Linked DNA regions of Sus scrofa: region 2 is linked to region 1. The links are chromatin contacts, called in public HiChIP or PLAC-seq maps. All regions are on one chromosome and are shown on one strand. Each heading gives the region's core, a stretch centred on a gene start, on an enhancer-like site or on the middle of the called end of the contact. The rest is flanking DNA. Distances are from core to core; before and after follow the strand shown. Region 1 overlaps PPP1CC (protein phosphatase 1 catalytic subunit gamma). Region 2 overlaps CCDC63 (coiled-coil domain-containing protein 63).

Evidence for each region. HiChIP or PLAC-seq counts read pairs in DNA pulled down with a chosen protein or histone mark.
Region 2: a contact with region 1 is called in an H3K27ac HiChIP or PLAC-seq map of alveolar macrophages. The contact joins two enhancer-like sites. A contact is called at or near these places in 10 of 47 Hi-C or Micro-C datasets (alveolar macrophages, blood, brain and 6 more) and 1 of 2 datasets of contacts at active chromatin or transcription factors (alveolar macrophages).

The regions. Positions count from the first base shown.
Region 1 is chr14:32,070,232-32,074,121 of Sscrofa11.1, forward strand. It overlaps PPP1CC (protein phosphatase 1 catalytic subunit gamma), which reads right to left. Exons shown (of 7, transcript NM_001044560.1): 5 at 3,244-3,467; 6 at 2,903-3,037; 7 at 1,241-1,642. The coding sequence ends at 1,553. Among named protein-coding and RNA genes, the nearest start is that of PPP1CC, 19 kb to the right of the region's middle. Within about 2 kb of position 2,235, at least 3 of the 83 cell types and tissues checked have an H3K27ac peak or open chromatin away from gene starts, as enhancers often do. A contact at or near this core is called in alveolar macrophages, where this site is marked.
Region 2 is chr14:32,164,872-32,168,761 of Sscrofa11.1, forward strand. It overlaps CCDC63 (coiled-coil domain-containing protein 63), which reads left to right. Exons shown (of 13, transcript XM_021072528.1): 5 at 2,882-3,071. Among named protein-coding and RNA genes, the nearest start is that of CCDC63, 26 kb to the left of the region's middle. Within about 2 kb of position 2,225, at least 8 of the 83 cell types and tissues checked have an H3K27ac peak or open chromatin away from gene starts, as enhancers often do. A contact at or near this core is called in alveolar macrophages, where this site is marked.

The DNA.
Region 1 (3,890 bases), core at 985-3,484:
AGAAGAGAGCAAAAGTCTGTGTATAAAAACACCGGTGGTTGATTTAAAGTAATTTTAAAAGTAGCTCTTGAATTTCAGTCAAGTTCAAATGAACCAAGACAAAAAGAAAACTATGGATACAGATAATGTCACAACTCACCACATCCTATATCTCCCTAAATAGTAGGGGAGGATGGTTCAATCTCATCATTCTACTTCAGAAACTTAGTTATACCCAGGCAAGAACTTGGAGAATATGAGCATCCATATTATAATAATCCACCTTTGGAAAGAAACAAGACTGTTTGAAGAAGACAAATCCAATTGAAACTGTGTGGTTTCCAGAGCAATTTATTAATTAAAACCTATTCGATATGCCATCAACAGTTCTTCTGCGTGTATTGTGCTGATAAACTGACACTGAGAGGATTTAACAAGTTCATCATTTAATAAGTCTGAATTCATTTTCACCACATGGTATTGTACACGGTCATCTGTTGAAACAGATTTCTTTTTAACAGATCTTAGTTTAAAAAAGTCATAGACACTGTGAGTTCTGTATAAACTGGTGGATAGTAAGTTAGTTCCTTTGCTTTGACTTATAAGCCTCAACTTCACCGCAGAATAAAGAATGTAGGCCAAAGAAAGCATAATCGGTCACTCGTATAGAACAGTATTGTTTCTATAATTTGAAGCTTTCTGAATGGACGGGTTCAGGCCTGATGTAACTGTAAAAAGATTACTTAATGAATAGACTATATGGAAATTGTATAAAATGTTATTAACTTTAATCATTAATAGCTTAAACAGCACTATGTTACTAATTGCTATTCAAACTCAAAAACCTGTTTTTGAATCCCCAAAGGAGGCATGTGTATACAACCATGCTACCTTGTACTTAGGGGAGTGTCAATATATATTTCAACAGAAACTTTGGCTTTAGGAAAGAGTCACAAACATTTAAAATAATGGCTTTAATCATCATTTTAAGTATACTGTAGGGGAAAGTGTGCTTTAATTAAATATACATACCAGTGATGCTGGCAAGGTTGAAAGTTACTCCTAATGTTTATAGCTATAAAAACTAGTTTGTACAGGACAAGACAATGAGAAAAAAAAGCAATCCCTTTGAAAAAAAAAAAAATTTCACAGTGGTTTGCATCAACAGTATGCATCTTATGACAATAACATGTACAGATTGAGCACCCTAGGGCTCTCTTTAAATCCTAGAGAAAAATGAACATTTACATTATTCATGGGCTGTACTGAATTAAAAAAAGATCAAATGTACACTCACTCCCCAAGACAGGATAAACTCTCCTGGGGTGTACAGCTTTAACACCATCATTAAAAGTTGTTTGTAAAAGAACAGAGAATTAAACAAAACATTTTTCCTTGGGAGAGTCTCTCATTTGCTGTTACAACCAGCAAATACCATTCATTAAGTCAAAATGGAACTGGGGGGCCCCACAAACACTATTTGAGCAAGCTGACCAATACACATTACAGTTTTAAAAATGAAGGTTATACACTATATGTTACAAGTCCCAACTAGGCAATGTCAAAATGACATCTATTTCTTTGCTTGCTTTGTGATCATACCCCTTGGAGGTGTTACAGGTCTCGTGGCATTCGGCTTCTTTTTCTCTGCAGGCTTTAAAATCTGCAAAGATTCAAAAGACAATGCATTTTAGGAAATATATTCAACCCTAAATCTTACATTTCACTCAAATCTTTGGTTCATAAAGATTTTTGTTTAAAACCGCCTCAACAACTTTGAAAGGCCCACTGGCACATTAACACAAACCAAACTGACAAACATTTTTGGTAATAAATGCTCTGATGAACAGCTAATACATATCATCTGGACAAATTATTTTGTTTCTGGAAAAAATGACAATTTTTAAAAGTCAGACTTTTAGGTATTTCTTCTGACACAAAGGGGGAAAGTTTAGAAGAGTGTTTCTCAAACCCCAAAGGGATTATGCCACAATCTCTGGGAGCTGCAACTTCTCCCTGATAGCTGATTTAAAACAAAACAACCAACTTATTTTAATTTAGTTAACTGAAGACTGCCATATGACTTCAGTGGCTATTTTGTTTACAACTAGGCTAGCATTAAGTCATACAAGTTTAATCATAATAAATGAATGAGAAAAAGACTGAAGCAGACTTTGTGTAAATGATTCTTTTGTGCCAAGTAAAGGCCAAATGATGTCATGGTGAATCAACAGAGGTTTTACAGAAATTAGACTAGAGAAAAGTGGTGGGAGAACTGAGTAATCACACAGCACATCTGGCACAAGACAGTTAGTACTCCTTTCACAGGCAAGCAGTGATTTAATTCTGGCTGAACGTTACACTGACATTGTAGTTTTAGACTTAAAGGAGGCAGAAATAAGCATAAGGCACAAATGCATTGTGGTTTCTATTTATCTAAATCATGTAAAAACAGTTAAATTCAAAACTGGGGGAAGGTCCTACAATAATTTATTTCCTTTAAAAGGGATTCACTCATTAATAAACTAGGACAAACACAGGTAAGGGAAAATAAAAATTCATTCCACGCAACATAAATTAGTAGGCAGAAAGAATTTTTTTTTTTTCCTTATTAGGGCCATACCCATGGCATATAGAAGTTCCTCACCTAGGGTTCAAATGGGAGCTGCAGCTGCCAGCTTACGCCACAGCTGCAGCAACATAGGATCTGAGCCTTGCCTGTGACCTAAACCATAGCTCACCGCAATGCCAGATTCCTGACCCACTGAGCAAGGTCAGGGATTGAACCCACATTCTCGAAGATGCTAGCCATACTTGCTACTGCTGAGCTACAACAGGAACTCCAAAAAACAGCATTAAAAAAAAAAAAAAAAAAAAAAAAATTCAGACAATAAAAGGAAACAGCATGGAAAACATCCTCTACCTGAAAAGAACACATTAGTGTTTCGTCCACACTCATCATGGCACCTGCATTGTCAAACTCTCCACAATAATTGGGCGCAGAAAACAGAGTGACCAACTGCCTCTTTGCAAAAAATTCATATCCATCTTCAACCACCTTGGAGAGAAAACGTTTTCAGTATAAGTAGGTGAGAATTTTAGGTGAGCAAAACCACTCTTCAGTTTCCCGTTGAGCCTGATATTCTGTAGGTCACTTCCAGAGACATTTTGTAAATAAGCAATACCTACCCACCAAAATCAACAAGGAGAATCTGTGCTCACACACATGCTCTTAAGTGTACATGTAAAATTCAAAATCAATACCTGATGGGCTCTACATATAAGATCCAAATCATGCTTATGGAGAAATTTTGCAACCACTTCTGCACCAAATGTGAAGGACACTCCTCTGTCATTTTCACCCCAGCCTAAGACATCTTTATCGGGGTCAGACCACAAAAGATCACAAAGAAGACCTTGATCTGGTACATCAGTTGGTCGCATAATTCGCCGAATCTGCTCCATAGATTGAAGATCTGGTGATAAACCTGTTAAATGAAAAACAAAAAAGTGAAATATACAGAACTTGAAAAAAAAGATGTCAGCACTTTTAACAGTTCCATCTGTCTACAGTGACTCTTAAAACAAAGGCTTACACGGAATCTTTGGCAATGTTTTCTTCCTTAGCTTTAGTTAAAAAAAGAAAGTGCACTAGACATGCATTATTACATGGACTAATTTGTGGGGCACACTGTGTTTAAACAGCACAAGAAAAGCTATCTCAACATACAGAGCCCTAGAAAATTAAAATCCGGTGACTTAAAAACTACTTTTCTGAACACCTTTCCAATTGATAAAATGTACATTCTAGATTTTATTATTGACCATTTGCAGTGACTGCATGCAGACACTAGGCGATGTAGCCTTCTAGGAAATCTGTGCTATTCAAGGACCCTCAAATTTATTAGACC
Region 2 (3,890 bases), core at 975-3,474, 95 kb after region 1:
CACCAGAGCCGCAGCAATGCGGGATCTGAGACGCATCTGCAACCTACACCACAGCTCATGGCAATGCCAGATCCCCAACCCACCAGCAAAGCCAGGGATCGAACCCGCAACCTCATGGTTCCTAGTCGGATTTGTTAACCACTGCGCCACAACGGGAACTCCTGTATATGATTTCTTTTGCTGTGCAAAAGCTTCTAAGTTGGATTAGGTCCTAGTTGTTTATTTTTGCTTTTATTTATATTGCTTCGGGACACTGACCTAAGAAAACATTGATATGGTTTATATCAGAGAATGTTTTGCCTACCTTCTCTTCTAGGAGTTTTACGGTGTCGTGTCTTACATTCAGGTCTGATGGTTTTTCTTACATCTTACCCTTCTGTACCACACTCACCATAGCCTGATCCATTTGATGTGGTTTCACTGGTGGAACTGAGGCAGAAGGGAGTAGAAGAGTGGAGATAAACACCCATAAATAGAGAACTGGGTTGAAATGAATGAGGTGCTTAGGGTGCAATATTTAAGGAGGTGCTTTTTCCCAGCGCTGACCCTGCACCTCTACAGCTCTGAGAAGGAAGACCTCCTTAAATTTTGGGATGTCTCACTCCCTCACTCCAGTCCCAGCCCTGCCTACAAGGTGGACCAACTTTCCTTTTGCTTTTACCACCTCACCCCACCCCCCAAAGCCTAACTTTACAAACTCTCTGGTTCTCTCTCTTTTCTCTCCACCTTAACAAAGACCCTTGCCAAGAGGGGCTTAAGAGGGGAGAAAAATCCTGATGGCCAGGTCTAGAAGACAGGATGCTCTAGAACTGGGTGTGCATTCCTAGCAACATGTGGCTATTTACATTTGTAATTAATTAAAAGAAATAAAAATTCAGCTCTTCAATTGCACGAGTCACATTTCAAGTACTCAATACCCACACACACCTGGTGCGTGTGAAACTTTCTGACAGTGCAGCTGGAGAGCATTTCCATGGCTGGGGAACCATCTTTTGGACAGAGCTGCTTTAGAGCAGCAGTCGGCAAATGGCGGCCAATGGGCCAGGGCTGGCCAGATGCTTGTTTTAGTAAATAAAGTTTAAAAAATTTTTAAATTAAATATAGTTGATTTACAATATTGTGCCACTTTCTACTGTGCAGCAAAGTGACCCAGTCATACATGTGTATATATGTGTGTATATATATACTTTTTCTCACATTATCCTCCATCATGTTCCATCGCAAGTGACTAGATATAGTTCCCTGTGCTATACAGCAGGATCTCATTGCTTATCCACTCCAAATGCAATAGTTTGCCTCTATTAATCCCAGATTCCTAGTCCATCCCACTCCCTCCCCTTCCCCCTTGGCAACCACAAGTCTGTTCTCCAAGTCCATGTCTTTCCTTTCTATAGAAAATTTCATTTGTGCTGTATATTAGATTCCAGATATAAGTGAAATCATATGGTATTTGTCTTTCTCTTTATGACTTACTTCACTTAGTATGAAAGTCTCTAGTTCCATCCTATGTTGCTGCAAATGGCATTATTTCGTTCTTTTTTATGGCTGAGTAGTATTCTATTGTGTATATATGCTACATCTTCTTAATCCATTCATCTGTTGATGGACATTTAGGTTGTTTCCATGTGTTGGCTACTGTGAGTAGATACATATGGGTGCATGTATCTTTTTGAATTGTAATTTTGTCCAGATATATGCTCAAGAGTGGGATTGCTAGATCATATGCTAGTTCTATATTTAGTTTTCTGAGGTACCTCCATACTGTTTTTCATGGTGGTTGTACCAATTTACATTCCCACCAGCAGTGCAGGAGGGTTTCCTTTTCTCCATATCCTCTCCAGAATTTGTTATTTGTAGTCTTATGAATGATAGCTATTCTGACTGGTGTGAGGTGGTACCTCATTGTAGTTTTGTTTTATTGGTGCACAGCCATGCCTATTCATTTATGTGTTCCCTATGGTTGTTTCATTGAGTAGTTGCAGCAGAGACCCTATGGCCCACAAAACCTAAAATATTTACTCTTTGGCTCTTTATAGAAAAACCTTTGCAGACCCTTGCTCTCAAACATTCTTTGCTGTTCTAGAGTGGTGCTTCCAAAACTTGAAAGTGCATACAGATCACTTGAAGATCTTGTTACAAAGAAGATTCAGTAGGTCCTGGGTTGGGGCCTGAGCTGCTGCATTTCTCCAAGCTTCCAAAGAATGTTGAGGCAGCTGCAAACTGCGGTGAGCAATGGCTGTGGGCTGCCTAGACTTTGCCAGAAACTTGGCCTCTGTACCACTTCCTGTTGTTCATTTGCTGTGCAGTCGCCCAAGACTTCTTTTCTCTGTTTTAAGTCCCTGTTTGCCCACATCCCCCACCCCATCTTCTCCAGTGTATACAGACGGAGAGAAAGGAGACTCATGTCAGTCAATGCAATAAATCACTAGCCCCCGAGTAGAGGAGCTGGTGGTGGTTAGAGGTTCCTGGTGTCTCTGTATTGATGCACAACCAAAAGATCCTGCCTGATGGGTTTGCCTCTCATTACCAGAGATAATTGGCTGTAAAGCCAGTAAAGAAAGCTGCAAAATCAGACAAATGCCAGTGAGCTGCTGGCAGAAAGGAACTTGGGAGCTCTTACCACGTCTAGGTAATGGGTTTTGACAGGCACAGCTGCAAACTGTTCTGAGGAGGAAGAAAATGCTGCGGAGCAGTAAGTTGCATGAACTGGGTCAAAGGCGGTCTGAGTTCTAGACCTGGTTAGAGACTGTGGACAAGTCCCTTCCACTCGCTGGGGTGGGAAGTACCTCTCCGAGTCTCCTTTCAGGACCAAGGGTCCTGGAGTGTCTGATCCAGACAAACTCAGGGATTCAGGATTAATCATGTGCTGCTTTCCCAACAGCAAGGAAATCAAGACCCTGCAGGAGGAGCAGGATGAGATCACCCTGCTTTTAAATCTCATCAAGTCCTCCAGGAACTTGGATCTGAATGAGAAAAACTACGTGGAGCTGCGTTTCTTGCTGCAAACCAAGGAGGACTACGAGGCTCTGATTAAATCCCTGAAACTGCTGTTGGCTGATCTGGATGAGAAGGTGTGGTCTTTCTTTTAAAGGGTTAACCAGAACAGAGCAAGGGGAAGGAGTATGGGAGGTGCCTGTGATGCTTTAGACCAGATCTGACATCTCTACCACACTGCTCACCTTTGACTTTTCTAAACTTGACTTTGGTCACTGTTTCCACCACCATTGTAATCCCTGGTCTTTCACATCTATTGATCTATTTCCCCACTGTTGTCTCCAGCGTCTCCCTATTACACTTAGAATAAATGCCCAAATCCTTACTGTATCAGTCAGGAGAGGTTAGGTTATGCAGCAGTAACAAACATCCCTTCTCCCATTGGTTCATGTCTATCGTGGATTGTCTAGAGGCTCTTATATCCTTTCTTCCCCAGGCCAGGCTAATGGGATATCCTCCATCTTGAACATTGCCAGGTGTTGTGGTAGAAAAAAAGTGAGATCCTGAGGGTCTCACACTGGCAACAGAGTGGTCCAGGGACATGTGTCATTTCTGCTCATGACTCATTGGTTCCAGACAGTCTACCAAACCCATAATTACCCCAATACCCTTACCCACACCCCAAACAGTCAATTCCACCCATTCACAAAAGGGCCGAAGAAGTGCCACCCTCATGGATCCAGAAGGCAAAGAGCTAGAAACACTTGTGGGACAGTGTTAATCCCTTACTGTGGTTTGAAAGGCCCTGCATGATCTAGCCCCCTCACCCCATCCCATGTCCTTCCCTTCTTAACTCTTCTCACCCCAGCTGCAAAAGACTTTTTTGTTTTCAAATAATGTTGAACCTTTTCTCACCTCAGGGCCTTTGCATATGTGCCCCTACTGCCTCACCCTAG